Linked DNA regions of Mus musculus: regions 1, 2 and 4 are each linked to region 3. A link is a contact called in public HiChIP or PLAC-seq and promoter capture Hi-C data. All regions are on one chromosome and are shown on one strand. The core of a region is the stretch at or near the end of the contact, and the rest is flanking DNA. Distances in the headings are between cores, read along the strand shown. Region 1 overlaps Spock1 (sparc/osteonectin, cwcv and kazal-like domains proteoglycan 1). Region 2 overlaps Spock1 (sparc/osteonectin, cwcv and kazal-like domains proteoglycan 1). Region 3 holds the start of Spock1 (sparc/osteonectin, cwcv and kazal-like domains proteoglycan 1). Region 4 overlaps Spock1 (sparc/osteonectin, cwcv and kazal-like domains proteoglycan 1).

Region 1 (3,653 bases), core at 936-3,435, 460 kb before region 3:
TGAGCAGCCTGGAAAGCTGATGCAATGATATCTTCTCGCCTCCCGACCCAAGGCACAGAGTGCTAATGGGTGTGGCATGTGCTGAAACTGAAGGCTTTCAACGGGAGGTATGGCTCAGGTGACTCAGATGACTGTGAGAAATGGGTGTGCTTTGGCCAAAACCGGAAACAAGGCCATTCTGCCCCTCGGCAGCCTGTGGCAACAAGGAGGGAGGGAGACAGCTGAAGACTGCCAGGGAAGAAGCTACCAGGAAGAGGTAGCCATGAAGTCTGCCCTAAATTGGCATCTATGGCCCGGCTGTTGGCCCCTGAGCTCCTATGGCTCACCCTGCCCTGTATGCTCCTACAGAAGGCACCAAGACCCAGTGAGGAACAGATGAGGAACCTTTGAAGTATGGCGCAGTTTTGACAAAGAAGACATTATAAAATTCAAAACTACCTCCAGCAGCTTAACACATATCCTAACATGGTCTGAGTGTGGCAACTGGCTGACAAATAGCTACTCCAGAAGGCCAGACTTCCGAAAAGACAACCACAGAGGTATAGAAACTGCTACAAAGGTGGTGTAAAAAATAAAGAAATGCAAGTGGTGACTGGATACATGTTCTTATTCAAATCTAGTGCTAACAGCTACCAGAGGGACTGGCATAGGCCCCTGAGACTGGTTCCCTGTGTCTGCAACCCTAATGGCCAGTTGCAAGTGAACACCCACGGGGATGTCTGCAAGTGGAAGTCCGACATTACACAGGCACCTGGATACCTTTATACCCCTGCCAGGGAACCAGCTCTGCTCTGCTCTTGAGTGCATGAACATCTCCAGTTTAAGAGCTCAAGTTAAAAAACACTCCGTCTGCCACCGCCCCTACCTCCTCCCACACCAGCAAGCCTCACGGATGCTTGGCTCAGGGCTCTGCAGAGGCTAATATGAAAACAATCCGGATTTAATTTAAACTTTAGTGCCTCAGAAGGTAATTAAAGAGTTGGGCCAGACTCAAGCTCTTTCTGGGAGCAAGCCGAGAGAGGCCTCTCTGCCATGGAGACCCAGCACCGTGGTCCTTTCCCACTAATCCCCCTCAGCCCTCCTAGGTGCTGTTGTGAATAATTACTTCATCAGAGCGGCTCTGGATCAATGGGCTTAGAGTGTTTGTAATTAGCAGCTTCTGCAGAAGGTCCAGCTGAGCCTACTTTTCTGGTGAAGATTAGGCACTGGAATAAGATCCCAGAGCCAGGGTCTGAGCAGAGGCAGGGTTCCTTCTTAATGTGTCTCCCCTCCCCTCCACCCTGGGCTGGCTTCTCCTTGGTACCACTGCCATCTCATCAGGACGCTGGTTCCCCGAGGGGCTTTAGACTCCGCCTCTTCCAGTTGTTGCACATCTGGCAGTCGTAGGAGTCATGATGCTGCAAGCCAGGGAGCTTCAAAGACGAAAGCATGGTATTCCCACAGTTCCCTTAGGGTCCTGGCTCTCATGAACTGATGTGCAAACAAAAGTAAAGGACTGGATCTGCTTATTGCGTTTGTTTGTTTGTTTGTTTGTTTGTTTTGCAGGAATAACCAAAGCCATTCTGCCTTCCAGGGCTACCGGGAAGGCAGGAGAAAGGAAGTGGTTCTGGAAACACCCGGAACCAAGTGAGCGTGGCTTTCAGATGGGCTGTGTGCATGGGTCTCCTACTCTTCAGTCTCTTCACCAGTGCAATCGAGGCACACACAGAACCAGCTAGCAGAACTCTGGGAAGAATTAAAAGGCAGAGTAAACTTCAGGCCTCTGTACCACACCTGACACCTAGTCCGCCACAGCCAGCAGTATCCCCTGCTTTTTTGTGTGTCTGTGGACACAGCGTGACACTGTGACTGACCAAACAGGAAAAACTGTAAAGGCCACAAAGGCCGGAGCCGACGACACATGCTACTCACACACGAGTCATCCCACAATGCTAGCCAGTGAGACTCCATTCTCTGCTGCTGTTCAGAGATGTTCCAGTCCCTCCCAGAGCCTACAGATAGTGCATGGAGACACCGAGGCTCACACTCGGGTCTCCACACTAACCGTTCATCTGCTTCTGAGGCCCAGCCCACGCCCCAAACGCTGCCTGCACAGCCCCTCTGGCGCGTGATAATGGCTGTGTGCATGAGCAGCAGGCTTGGGACTATGATCCCTTTAGCCTTCTGAACACCAGCCCCAGGAGACCATTCGTTCTCAACCATCTGGCAACCCTTCAGGAGCCTCTGCTTGCTTCTCTGTCAATGGGACAGTGCTAGTGTGGGTATTTTTTTTTTTTTTTTTTTGGTTTTGGTTTTTCTGAGACAGGGTTTCTCTGTGTGGCCCTGGTTGTCCTGGAACTCACTCTGTAGACCAGGCTGGCCTCGAACTCAGAAATCTGCCTGCCTCTGCCTCCCAAGTGCTGGGATTAAAGGCATGCGTCAACACCATGGATCTTAATCTCAGCTGAAGACATGATACAGACCGCTGAGGGAATGAAGCTCTCGAAACCAACAGTATGCTGCTACCATCAACTTCTGAGCTGGGGAATTTTGGGAGCTAATAGTACCCACCCCGGAGAGGCTAAGATGGACACTCTGAGGTACATGTTATAGAAAAGGCAGCTCCATGAAGACCTCTCTAAAGCACACACAGTAAACTGCACTCATAACTGAACTCAAGTGACAGACCAGGCTGCACTTAAGTTAAACCGTGCTACACATGATTCTAGTTTTTACTTTCCAGTGCCTAAAACATCAATCTATATGCATGTTCTCTCACCCTTAGAGAAGGTATTGTTTTATGCAAAATAAAAATAAAAATAAATAAAAAAAAACCCACAGGAGCAAGGAAAGAATTAGGGCTCTGTTATCCAGGGGCTTGCTAATAAAATCGTTTTCAAAAAGCAGTCTTTGGAAGAGCTTAAAATACTGATATTACACCTGGAAGAGGATGAGCTAAACAGTCAATGGTACAACTCACAAGCAGAGGTGGATACATTTCCTATTAAAGCCTTTAAGACTATCTTCGGTAACCTGATTTGAGGAGGCTCCGTGTTCCCTTGATTCTAATGATAATCCCTCATCTGGAAAGAGGAATATGTTTAGAGTTTGCCCAACATTTGTAAATTCACATTAGCAGAGTGACACTTGGTTTTCCCTTGAATTATCTAGCAGGGAGGTTAGCTAGATGAAATAAGCTTTGAAAACTCTAAATAAAATCCACTGCTTTTTTTACACTCTGAGGCAAAAACATATCACTGAATATGCAGAATATTGGCTATAAAGGCCAGCTCTGGATTTAATTGTGTTTCTAGCCAGTGGGTCAGCATTTGCCTGGAGAGGTGACCTGGCATAGACAGGCAGTGACCACAGAAAACAGTTCAGTTGTAATGAAGGATGCATGGACATCCAGAGGTGTCCAGCAACTCCACAGGCTACACACTCGGCTGAAGAAAAGGCATCTGTTGTCCCTTTGAAAACAATGAGGTGCTCTTTGTCCGGCTGTAAAGAGGTTCAGCCTGGATCACTGAGGGTGCTGGAGTATACGCACTCTACTGCACGCTACATAAGCATGTGTCCACTCTACAGAGCAACCTATGATAGAAATAGATTTGTTCTAAGACAAATGTAAACGCGTAAGTAGCTTTAGAGACAGGACTCTGTTTTGTGGGATC
Region 2 (3,893 bases), core at 337-2,836, 290 kb before region 3:
TGGAAACAGCTCCTGGACACAGCTGAGTTAAGGACTCAGTGTGGGCAGAAAAGGGGAAGAGGTGGTAAGAAGATTGGGGAGGATGGAACAGCCAGGAAGCCTGATAGTCCAGAGAGACTTGGGGAGAAAGCAGGCAAGGAAGGGTTAGGTGATCTGGGGCTCAAGAACAGAGAGGGAAAATCTCAGGGCTGTGGGGAGGGGACAGGCATTATATAACAAAGCTTATTTGAAATCAACACATTGAAAATACCCCCTCCTCCCCTCATCCCGGGTTGAAATGGAGACACATTAAATCAACAGACTTCGAACAGAAATGTCAATTGACTCTGAGCTGAGAGGAAGAGTGGGCCCCAGCACTGACTGGCAATTCTTTTGAAGAACAGTCCTAAACTGGTCCCACCAACACAGGACAACCGTGGTTTTCTAATAGGCTTGGGCTATGGAGGCAGTTCAATATCAGCCTGGATACCTTAAATGAGATCTTGTCTCATAATACAAAGTAAAAAGAAGGCCATAGATGTGGGCTAGTGTGCACAAGACCCTGGGAACAATCTGTGGTTCCTTCAAAATAGAGAAGAGAGACAGACAGACAGACAGACACACACACACACACACACAGAGAGAGAGAGAGAGAGAGAGAGAGAGAGATTGAATAACATTGTTGTAGTGTCCTGTAGCAAGAGAGACCAACAGATGGAGACATCTCTGACATATTGTCCATCTGGAAATCCCACCCAAAGCCAGGCAGGGAGCAGAGATGGGGGTCAGTCTCCCAGGAGTGCCCTGAGCCACCTTTCTCTCTGCTCTCCTCACTGTGAAGGCTTATTGGCTTCAAGGGGCCTCTACCACTCACAGCTGCTTCACTGCAAAGATGCCCGGTGCTTGGCTGGCCACCACTCCCCACCTACTAGGATGTGACTGGCAGGGTATAAAACCTGCCCAACAATTGACTCTCTGCTTATGGCAGTATTGGGACCCTACCATACCACTTCTACACACCCTTGGGATGAAAGGGGAAAGGGCCTCACTTTGTTTAGAGTGAGTGCCTCTGCTCTACCTCTGCCTCATCTCCTCCTCACCCCTGCCTCACCTCTGCCCTGGCTGACATGTTTTCTTGATTCTGGTTTTCTTCCCGTGTGAAACACATCTGAGGGAATGGTAGTCTTGTCTCTGAGCCTAATGGGGCCGTGCCGAGTATGACTTTAGCCAGCTTCTGACCAGTATCTCCAGGAACCTAGCACAGTGCCTGGCTCAAAAGAGCAGTTCCACAGAAAAGCATGACGTGACGAGTTGAGTCGGAAAGTGAATAGGGACTTCTGCTTTCAGGCTGGTTAGGAAGAGACTGTCTGGGGTGTGTGTGTGTGTGTGTGTGTGTTGAGGGGTGTTTCTAAGGCCGTTTGAGCTCTTTAAGCTCCAGCATTATTTTCTTCCTATATTAAAAATAGATTTTTATTATAAAAATGGGACCATGCGAAAAGGCAGAATCCAGCCCCAGTTTTCTCAGATATAGATCCACAGTGTGCTTTGAAGAAAGGAAGAGATCCGATGCCAGCCACGCGCAGCATAAAAACAAAGCACGTGGCTGCTCTGCTCCTCTTCCCCCATTTGATCTAAAAATAAAGGCGCCATTCTGAGTTCCTTGGAGAGCGAGCGCCTGATTCATTCTCCAATTTCGTTGCAGAGAAGGCAGACTTTGCTCCCCCTTGGAAGATCTGAAGTGCCGATTAGTTGATTAGTTAACTTACTCAGACACCTCCACAGGGTGGCTTCCAGGCTTACAGGGAGGCCCTGACCATCCTCCACTTTATCAGAGAATCTTGGAGTCCTGGGTCCCATCACCTTCTCATGACATCCACTTCTCCAACCACTCGGAAAAAACCCCATGTAGAGCAGCCTAAACCGTACAGAGGAGCAGGCAGACAGCCTTGTTCCAACCCTGCCTCACAGAATCTGACTGAAGTTTGTTCCCAAGATCCAGTAGCAAGAATTTAAAGTGGACTTCAATTTAATAGCTTGCCACCTCTGAACTTTGGGCAGGCCCTGACTTTGCCAAAGAGGGGAGATTATTAGGACCTCCACCAACTTCACAGGGCTTTTGTGAGTGCCAAACAGAGGCAGGGCCATCTCACCCTTGTCCTGCATGCTCCTTACAGACTAAGCCCTACTCTGTCCTACCTGTCACTGGTTGATACTTTTTGTGCCATCACAAGTCTGAAGCAAGAAAGTATCACATGGCCATGCCTTTGGTGCTCAGAAGGATGCTACAAAGTAACTCCTTTTGTTTTCAAAAGGATGCTACAAAGTAACTGTTAATATTGCTATTGTGTAGTGACTGAACGAACTGGGAAATACTGTCAAGTGCCTGAGCAAGACACTTGGGCATGACAGAGGTGAGAGTTCAGCTCCACAGCCAGCCCCTTACTCATTTCTGAACCCTCCCACAAGCTTTGTCTGACTGGGCCCATTGGGCAAACAGCACATGCTAATGCCTGCCAGGCTGAATGCAGTATACGCATACAGCAAAAAGAAAGATGTGTGCTTAAAATGAAACGATTGGTTAATAGTAGCCCTTTCAATGGTAATGTTTGTGCCTGTCCTCAGTCACTTTAAATAAGACAATGAGTGGGTAAATATGAGATGGAAATCTTTACCCTTTAAAATAATAGGCACATTACCTCAATAGCTCAATTCTCTCTCCCTCTGTGGCTATGAGGTTATTAGCATCATCATATAAGGAGGAATGCCCAACTCAAAGGCATCTCCAAATTTAAAACTTGAGTTATATTTCCCAATAAGCCTGCTACCAAGACTCCCAGAACTTTCAGTCACACCCCTGAGGATGTCACACCTCCAGCACAATGTCCCTTTGCCATAGATGCTCACATTCTTGTTTTAAAACCAAGAAAGTCATCAGTTCCAGAATATTCAGGTCAGAGCTGAGAGGGGCTTCCTTCCCTCTCCTGAGCTATCTTCTTCCCCCACTATCTGATGAACACAGTCTCAAAATAGAAACCTCTGGTGTTCGGGTTCCAGGATGATGGAAAATGCAGATGAGCCAGCAATGAACTGTTCCTTTCTCAGCCTTCACATTGCAAAGCAAGTGATCAGGTGGACAGTCCCACAAGTTTACCTAGAAATTGAATCTAACCTCATGCACCTCCTGCACATGCGGCCTGAGGCTAGGCACAGATGAGGGATGAGAGGTAGTGATGATAAAACACACGCGTGTACACACACACACACACACACACACACACACACACACACACACACAAGTTCTGTGTTCTATGTTAGCATATCCACCACACACATGACACCAGTAAGATCCAAACAGAATGGGAACTCTAGGATGCCAACTGACAGAAGCAACATCTCAGTAAAGTTGAGGGTTATGTTGGGGTCACCCACACCACTGAACACATAGAGGAAAGTCTACATCAGGTTGAAGTAAAGCATTCTGGGAAGAAGTGGCAGCATGAGTGTATCTATGGAAAAAGGAAATAGAGATATGTGTGCTACAGGCTATAAATCTGTGGGGACTTGTATCTTAGTCACTGTTCTATAGTTGTGAAGAGACACTGTGACCATGGTAACTCTTATAAAGGAAAACATCTAATTGTGAGCTGGCTTACAATTCAGAGGTTTGTTCTATTGTCATCATGGCAGGAAGGCTGGCGGCACATAGGCAGACATTGTGCTGGAGAAGGAGCTGAGAGTTCTACATGTGGATCAGCAGGCAGCAGGAAGAGAGAGACACTAGGCTTGGCTTGAGCTTCTGATTCCTCAAAACCCACTCCCAATGACACACCTCCAAGAAGGCCACACCTCCTAATAGTGCCATTCCTCACGAACCTGTGGGACCACTTTTACTCAAGCCACCACAACTGATAAGG
Region 3 (3,811 bases), core at 595-3,094:
ATATATATATATATATAGTGTGTGTGTAATTTATTATATATTGCTTTTTTAATGTTCTAACACATAAACTACTGCATAAAAACAAAACATTCAAACATAAAAGCTTTACTCATTGTAAGTCTTAGACATTTTTACAATACTGAAAGCATCTCGGGGACAGGGATTCCTAATGTCCCCTTAATCCCTACCACTCTGGGGAGTCTTTGAAGGGGCTGGGGAGCAGGTCCTACTGGAAGGGGGCTTCTTGCCCCATCTTCTGGAAGCACAGAGGTATGTAGGAGCCAGGACTGTGGCGGAGACAAACAGCAGATGTGCCCTGATGCCCCAGGGTTTCTCCCCCACATCCCACCTGGCACTCTCCTGGGGAAAGGATTCTCTGATTCTCTGCGCTGCCTGTTCCCTTTTCCCTTCCACTGAAGTCTGGAAGACTCCAAGCCACTGCACTGTTCCCTGCTATCCCATCAAGTTCATTGCCAGGAGGCCCCCAAGACCTCCCCTCATGCCTGACCTCATGGCTTCTTAATAAATGAGCTATACACATCACTAGAGATTTTTTTTTCCTGATGCACCCAAAAGATAGCCAGATCCTGCAGCTCCCAGGACCTTCCTTCCAGGGTTTGGTAAAGTCAGTCTGCCATCAGTAGCTCTCAGACACTTGGAGAGCCCCTCTCCCCAAGCTGCTTAAGGTTTGTGCCCTGTTTCTGTGAGGACAGCTGCATCGATCCTACAAGTGCACATACCTGGAATACAGGTAACACGCAAGAGCACCCAGCCTTCCAAGTTCTCTTTAAAGTTCCTCTCAGGCTAGACGGATGCACTGTGGACCTCCATGAGAGGTTTGAACCTACCACCCCCAACCCCTACACTGGTCTCTGAGCCCCCCCCCCCCATTTTCCACCCCCAGCCGAACTCACATCTCGGAAGCGGTTCCAGTACTTGTCACGGTCATACTGGGAGACAGTGCTCAGCCACTGGTCATTGTCTAGGAAATTGGCGTTGTTGAGGGCCGCGCCACCGGCCAGCGCGTCCAGGTGCCGGCTGTCCACTTGGAGGAAGCACCACGCCGCGGCGGCCGCCGCGAGCACCGCGATCGCTGGCATCTGGGGGCAGGGCACACGGGCGTGAGCCGGTGACAACAGGGCTACCTCAAGCCCCTCACTCCCACCGGGTGTCTGGGCGCCTAGGGGCGCGCACAAGCTGCAGCGCCTGGGCTCACCGCGGGGACAGGGTGGTCCCTCTCACACCTGGGACGGAGGTTGCACCTGGAGAGCCCTTATGCATGGAAACAGCTACAAACGCAGAGCCTAGGTCACCGACTCGGGGCCGCCGTCAAACTACTGAAGACCCTCTCACCGGCTCTCCGTTGTGGGGCTCCAGTACATCTCCCCCAAAACCCGGATGCTCAATGTGCCAGCCGCACTCCCACAGACGGGCCCCACAGCTCTGGTGTAGGGATAGGGATAACGGCGCTCTGAGCATCATCCCAGGCTCTGGCAGACGGGGGCTTTGGGGTGCCCTCAAGCCGGGCTTCCCGTTCCCAGCTAAGGCAAAGGTCTCTCTGCTCCCGGCCCGCGGCTTCTGCGCAACAGGGACACGCAGAAATGCCCCCAGGCCCTGACCCTGCCAGCCCGGGAGATGGCCTCAGGAAGGTCCCAACTACGCCAAATATGCCAAGTTGGGGCTCAGTGTTCTGCGGACACGTACCTTGGGAGCCCGCCCGAGTCCCGGCGCCCGAGTTGCTGGGGTTCCTGTACCGCGGTGGCTGGGAAGGCTGATGCCCGGCTCGTTCCCTTGCGCACCTGCCGCCGCCGCGCGTCCGGCCGCTTTGTGAGCCCGCAGCGCTCTGGCTCGTCTCGGGCGCGGCGTCCGCGGGCGGAGAAGCCTGAGCTCCTAGCCGAGGCCTCTGGCGCCCCCTGGCGGCTACTTGGCGCTCAGCGGTCCCATCCGGGAGCGTGATTCATTCGCAGCTCTACAGGGCTGACACAGATTTCAAGCTCAGGGAAATGATGTTAGAAGGCCAAGAAGTCGCCAGTGTTGAGGGACTCTCAACGAGTAAGTGCTTGGGACACCCGTCTCAGAATCTCTACGGTGGAGAGAGGAGACTCTCTCCAAGAGTCGGCCCTTTAAATGAGTCCCTGTTGCGTCTTGTGCACAGACAATATTTAGGTGAACTTCTCTACTCCCTGGTTCAAGCCATACACCCAGCATCTCTAAGTCTGATCTCCAACCAGAGCCACCCCTAAGAGTCCTGTGGAACCGACCTCCAGCTTCAAGCACGGACAGAAGGAGAAAGCTGGCCTTGACCCAGCCCTCTCTTCTCTTTCCAAATACTCAGCGTGTTTGGTTTAATAGGGGTGGGAGCGACTTAACAGGTGCATCGCTGCCTACTTCTTGGCACAGCTATAGCCTATAGCCCTGAACACACACACACACACACACACACCAAACTCAAAACCCTTCAGGACACTTCCCTGAGAAACACCCAAACCCTAGTCCCCTGCACACCTGGTCCTTGCCCTCTTACCCTTCTGCCTCTGTTTGCCCCCACCCACCCACCCACCCCTGCCTTCTTGTCCCCACTTTCTACACAGGCTAGCCTTGGGGTCAGACCCCAGTGGCAAGGGCTCCTCCAGGCCTGGGATCACTTTGCCCCTGGGCAGACTTGAGCTACCAGAATATCTGAATGCATTCTGCAGCTGCCTCATCTCCATTTGTTCCGAGATTTGTGGTCCCTGTGATTCAGGCCAGGACCTCGGTGACACTGCCCTGAGAACTCAGTGTTTCTCCAGCTGCAAGCTCACTGCGCTTAAGGTCACTTATGGCAAGCGTGACCTTCCCGTGGGCTGGAACTCTCTGACAGTGCGATCTGCCTTGCTCTCAGCAGCTGCACCAGTCATGACACACCACCAACAGTCAGTATCAGAGGGATCCTGAGCCCTGCTTTTCAATATGCCACCACGATGATGTGGCCGGTTGTGAGTCGTGCTGTAATAATTGGGCAGATGGCATGGTTTAAGCATGTGAATTGCAGTTCTTGTGCATTCTGGGAGGCCTTAGTACAGGAGAAGTGGAGTCTTTTTTTTTCATGTTGGGGAAACACCTCACCCAGAGAGTATCTTATCACGGGGATGAACACAGTGAGTATCTGATGTCATAGCTGGAGAGAGAGAGGCTTGGGATAGTGAGAGGAATGCATCTCATTTCAAGAGAAACTTATGTGCCAAGTTGGGGCTCAGTGTTCTGCGGACACGTACCTTAGGAGCCCGCCCAAGTCCCAGGACCGCAGTACCGTGGCTGGGAAGGCAGCTGCCCGGCTTGTTCCCCTGCGCACCTGCCGCCGCAGCCGCCGCCTTTGTCCCGCGCTCTAGCTCACATACGGGCCTGTGCAAGCATTACCTCTCATTCCCCAGCCATGTTTTGTCAGCACCCCTGTTCTGAAGAGTCACACCCGATGTCATTTTTGCCTCCTCATAACCAGTTCTTTCATCAAGCCATCTTAATCTACCTTTGAGTTAAGTGATTGGCCACACCAGCCGCCTGCCCTGCTCAAGCCTGGGCTCTTTCTATGAACTCCTGCAGCATGGCCATTCCTGGCTCTTCAGTCGTCACGGATCATCTTTTCCAGTCGTCACGGATCTTTTTTTGTTTTGTTTTGTTTTGTTTTGTTTTGTTTTGTTTTGTTTTTCGAGACAGGATTTCTCTGTATAGCTCTGGCTGTCCTGGAACTCACTCTGTAGACCAGGCTGGCCTCGAACTCAGAAATCCGCCTGCCTCTGCCTCTGCCTCTGCCTCTGCCTCTGCCTCTGCCTCT
Region 4 (4,046 bases), core at 5-2,504, 310 kb before region 3:
CTACATTGATTTTGAAATCCAGGATCAAGCCGTTTCGCAGTCCTTGGGTATATTCAACTGGCTTAACTAACAAAGGATCAGGGTCAAACCGCCTATGATAGCAAAGCCCAAGGCTACTTCGTAGATACTGAGAAGAGATGGTGGTTTTATTCTGAAATTTGACACAAAAGATCCCCCTGTCACCTGGGCAAGCCCACATGCCTGTCTGTGTCTATTCAGTCCACATTAGCAGAGTTTTACTCCATGTGAAGCATCTATTGGCAGGCCAGAGGCCAGCATCTCCTCCTGGGAGCTCACAGCTGAACAGGATGGGGGAATCTGACCTTGCAGAGGGCTGGTGAGCTCCCTGGAGAGGCTGGCCCAGGTAGAAAAGTGGGTTCGAATGAGGCTGTGATGTAGCAGAGGAAAAGAGAGTCTTTCCAGGGACAGGAGGGGTCTGGGCCACTTAGGAACCCATGCCTCATCAGGCTTTGGGAAGGCTGGTAGGGGTAGCAAGTGCCTTACATCCAGCGAGTAGACACACTCCTCATGGGGGGCCTTGAAAACTGTGGGGGAGCCACAGCCTCCAAGTTCCAGAACAACTGTCGACATGGTAGGTAGGTCCTGGTGACCCAGAGATGCTCTTTCATTTCTGAGTCTACTGGAAGAGCTGGAAGAGGGAGTCTTCTGTGTGTGTGTGTGTGTGTGTGTGTGTGTGTGTGTGTGTGTGTGTGTGTGTGTTGGATTAGCACAGACAGACTTCACACAAGCAAGAGCCACCTCTCCATTAAGATAGAGGAGTGCTGAAGGCTCTCAGAAACACCCTTTCTGCCTTCACTAAACTAACTGCCTTACTCCCTCTGGTCATCAAGCTGCACAGGATTCTGGGAAGCAAAGGCTGAGTCCAGGAAGCCAACGACTTATCTAAAAGTTGGGTGCACTGTGGCCCCACTGTGCTGAGTCCCAGAAGCTCATGCACAGGCCACTCGACTTACAAAATACCTACCAACTAATGACGGTCCACCCTCCCCTTCTTGCCTTTAGGATTGGCCTCTGCCTGGGATGCCCATCTCATCTGAAGAGCAGGCATGCCCCGTGATTCATTAGGAGTGACTTCACAGATAACTGACAGAGAAATTACTCCAAACTGTGAAAACCTCCTCAAGCTAGGATCCTGGACATTTATTATAGCTTGTCTGTCCCCATGGTAACCCCCGTGCGCATCTCGCCTCCCCCTCTCCAAGGCGCCTGTTTACTAGCTGACGACAGAGCCTCTCGGAATACAAATTGCGCTCATTGGATCTTGCTGGAAGCTGGGAAGGACGGCAGCCTGGAAAGTCTCCTTCATTACTCTCGGCTTTCACATTCAAGGGCTTCCCAAGTTCTTTGAGGCTGAACAAAGAGACTTATCGGCCATGCGGCTAGGTAGCACACAGAGTTAATTTCAGAGACACAGAAGACTAACCCTGTGTGTCTGAGGACTGGAGAATGGCCATAGAGGATGGCACAGGACAGATAATGACACAGAGGCAGAGGACAAAGAGACACAGCTAATCAAAGATACTCCTGCTTCTTTCTTTTCCCCTAAAGCCAGAGCCTGAAGATTCGCAGTTCTCCGCACAAGAGTGAAGAGCACCCTCCTAGTTACTGAAGGTGTAGGCGGGCACAGGGACTGTTGCTGAAAACCGGTTGCACAGTTTAAGGCATTTATTACTCTTGACTTTATGACATGCATAAAATTAACAATAGAAGACACTTTAATTTAAAAGGGGGAAATTAATAGCTTATGATCCGACGCATCAAAAGTAGGCAAAAGGAAAACGCAATGGTCTCAATGGTTTATAATGGAAAAACTACAAACAATTGGAACGTTCATCGGCGTTAGTTGCCTGTACCGTGTGATGGCTAATCTTGGTTGCCGACTTGGCTCACCTGCAAAGAGGAAACCAAAATTAAAGAATTGCCTCCATCACGTGGGCCTGTGGGTATGCCTGCGAGGGTGTTTTCTTGATTGCTAGTTGACATAGGAGGATGCAGGCCTCCGTGCATGGTTCCATCCCAAGGCAGGCGGGCCTGGGCTGTATAAGAAAGGTAACTGACCATGAGCTGGGAAGAAGCAGAAAGCAGCGTTCCTCCTTGGTTTCTATTTCAGTCCCCACCTCCAGATTCCTGAAGTGTCCTTCCTTATCGGATGGACTGGGACTGTACAAAGAAATACACCCTTTCCACCCCAAGGTGCTTTCTGCCATGGTGTTTGTCATAGCAACAGAAACCAGGCCAGACCTGGCGGCTAGCACAGAACAGCACAGACTGTGTACAGCACACAGGGCAGCCAGTTTATCTTCTCACAGCTCTAGAGAATGGAACCCGGATGCATCTCAGCATGGTGGGAGTCTGGGAAACCCTCTCCCTAGCCTGCAGTTAACCAGCCTTTTACTCTGGCCCCATGTGGTCTTCTTTTGGCTGCATGCCCTTGGAGAGACACACAGTAGGTTCCCTAGTATGTTCTGATGAGGAGGGACACCAACTCTAGAGTTAGTGCCCCACCCTGTAACGTTTATAAAAGTTATAGACCTGGTTTAACCTTAATCGCTTCCTAGAGGCCTTGTCTCCAAATATGGCCAAGCTGTGTGTGGAGACTCCAACACGCTACTTTGGAAGAGATGAAGTAGCATTCAGTCCTCAACGTCATCTACAGGTAAATGACATAACTAAATACAAGCCATCTGTGTAATAGTAAGCAGTATGCTAAAGGTATAATATACATTTGTGTATACTAGCATAGGTAGATATTCATGATAAATTAGGTAAAAACATAATTTGAAAGTAAAGATTAACTGTTAGGGGCAAACTAGCTTTTTGGTACCAGAAAGCATTCATTGCCAAGCTAAGACTGGAAACCAGATTTGTTTTTTTCTAAAGAGGCAGCTTCTCCTTTCCATACGCTGCTTCTCCTGAAGCCTCACCTCCCACCCAAGCCTGAGCCTCCTCCTCAACCAGCTTCTCCTGGCTTCTCCAGCTTCTCCTGGCTGGTTGCTTTGTTGCTTTCTCAGGTGTAAATTCAGACGCCCACTGACTGCAGATTAACATGGCTGGTGCCTGCAGACACCAGCTCTAGGACTATTGTCAGAGGATCTAGTCCTTTCTGCTTCCTGGGGAATCTGCTCTGTAACACGGGGACAACAGAAGTGAGGGTTATGACCAAAGGCTGGAGCAGGTATCTTGTCCGTTCCTGAGAGGTTTTGCCGTTTACCTCCGAGATGAGAGAGTCAAGGACTACCCGTGATTGGCTGGAACTAATGGCGCGCACTAGCAAGAGAATGGGCCCTCGGCTCACACACAGAACAAGACATTATGAGCAACCACCACTCAGGTCAACATGGCCATTTTCACACCCTAATCATTACAAGGTCTGCATGGTCATTTACCTAATCATTAGAAAACAAAGCATTGAGAGACCTGGGCTTGAATGGCTATGGAAATGTATGTCAGTGGGCACAGAGCTGTATCAGCCTGGCCAGCTGTTCTCCATCCCAAGGCTATTACCACAGCCTCCCACTTCTCCCAACATGCTCCAGAAAGAGGCATGCGGGAGCACCTTCCCCCAGTGCCTACAACAAGAAACTCATTTCCCTTGGAAGGTGTCACAAGGAGTAAAGGGCATCAAATAGAACAAGACATGAGGTTGGGTCTCAGTGGGAAGAAAGGGAAGGAGGAACATCTTATTATAATGAGATCTGTAGTCAGGGGACTGGTGATGTTAACAGTCACACATTCTATCTCAGCCATGAGGAAGCCCATGTAGACATTAGTGTACTCTTAACCGATCAACTGGTAACAGCCACAGAGACATTGAGTAACCTATTTATAGTCATGTAGTCTGTGAGGCTGGGCTTCAGTCCTGATGAGTGTCACACCACAGGGGATTCCCAGAGTCACCAGGACACTAATACCACACCCCACGATGGGGAGCAATGTGGTGAATATCGCACCAAGCATCCTCTACCTATGATGTCAGCACTCAGAAGAAGGACCGGAAGTTGAGGTCATCTTGGCTACATAGTGAG

Evidence for each region. Promoter capture Hi-C pulls out the DNA fragments that hold promoters and counts their contacts. HiChIP or PLAC-seq counts read pairs in DNA pulled down with a chosen protein or histone mark.
Region 1: an H3K4me3 HiChIP or PLAC-seq map of forebrain shows a contact between it and region 3, with 7 times the contacts expected there. The contact joins the enhancer-like site here to the promoter of Spock1 in region 3. A contact is called at or near these places in 10 of 39 promoter capture datasets (cranial neural crest, embryonic stem cells, frontonasal cranial neural crest and 4 more), 1 of 484 Hi-C or Micro-C datasets (embryonic stem cells) and 8 of 115 datasets of contacts at active chromatin or transcription factors (craniofacial prominence, embryonic basal ganglia, embryonic forebrain and 5 more).
Region 2: a contact with region 3 is called in a promoter capture Hi-C map of hippocampal neurons, with 5 times the contacts expected there. The contact joins the enhancer-like site here to the promoter of Spock1 in region 3. A contact is called at or near these places in 4 of 39 promoter capture datasets (embryonic stem cells, hippocampal neurons and second pharyngeal arch cranial neural crest), 4 of 484 Hi-C or Micro-C datasets (cerebral cortex, embryonic stem cells, forebrain and 1 more), 6 of 115 datasets of contacts at active chromatin or transcription factors (embryonic basal ganglia, embryonic forebrain, embryonic hindbrain and 3 more) and 2 of 9 other capture datasets (embryonic stem cells and pancreatic islet).
Region 4: an H3K4me3 HiChIP or PLAC-seq map of embryonic forebrain shows a contact between it and region 3, with 5 times the contacts expected there. The contact joins the enhancer-like site here to the promoter of Spock1 in region 3. A contact is called at or near these places in 7 of 39 promoter capture datasets (cranial neural crest, embryonic stem cells, frontonasal cranial neural crest and 3 more), 5 of 484 Hi-C or Micro-C datasets (cerebral cortex, cortical neurons, embryonic stem cells and 2 more), 7 of 115 datasets of contacts at active chromatin or transcription factors (embryonic basal ganglia, embryonic forebrain, embryonic hindbrain and 4 more) and 2 of 9 other capture datasets (embryonic stem cells and pancreatic islet).

What each region holds. Positions count from the first base shown.
Region 1 is chr13:57,449,431-57,453,083 of GRCm38.p6, forward strand. The region is part of intron 7 of Spock1 (sparc/osteonectin, cwcv and kazal-like domains proteoglycan 1); the gene reads right to left. Gm33240 (a long non-coding RNA gene) reads left to right here. Exons shown (of 3, transcript XR_873505.2): 3 at 1-1,508. Among named protein-coding and RNA genes, the nearest start is that of Gm33240, 6.8 kb to the left of the region's middle. Within about 2 kb of position 2,186, at least 28 of the 459 cell types and tissues checked have an H3K27ac peak or open chromatin away from gene starts, as enhancers often do. A contact at or near this core is called in forebrain and hippocampal neurons, where this site is marked.
Region 2 is chr13:57,617,950-57,621,842 of GRCm38.p6, forward strand. The region is part of intron 4 of Spock1 (sparc/osteonectin, cwcv and kazal-like domains proteoglycan 1); the gene reads right to left. Among named protein-coding and RNA genes, the nearest start is that of Gm33240, 180 kb to the left of the region's middle. Within about 2 kb of position 1,587, at least 21 of the 459 cell types and tissues checked have an H3K27ac peak or open chromatin away from gene starts, as enhancers often do. A contact at or near this core is called in cerebral cortex and hippocampal neurons, where this site is marked.
Region 3 is chr13:57,906,488-57,910,298 of GRCm38.p6, forward strand. It overlaps Spock1 (sparc/osteonectin, cwcv and kazal-like domains proteoglycan 1), which reads right to left and starts at 1,845. Exons shown (of 12, transcript NM_009262.3): 1 at 1,705-1,845; 2 at 915-1,100. The coding sequence starts at 1,100.
Region 4 is chr13:57,594,262-57,598,307 of GRCm38.p6, forward strand. All of the region lies in intron 4 of Spock1 (sparc/osteonectin, cwcv and kazal-like domains proteoglycan 1), which reads right to left. Among named protein-coding and RNA genes, the nearest start is that of Gm33240, 150 kb to the left of the region's middle. Within about 2 kb of position 1,255, at least 57 of the 459 cell types and tissues checked have an H3K27ac peak or open chromatin away from gene starts, as enhancers often do. A contact at or near this core is called in cerebral cortex, cortical neurons, embryonic basal ganglia and 2 more, where this site is marked.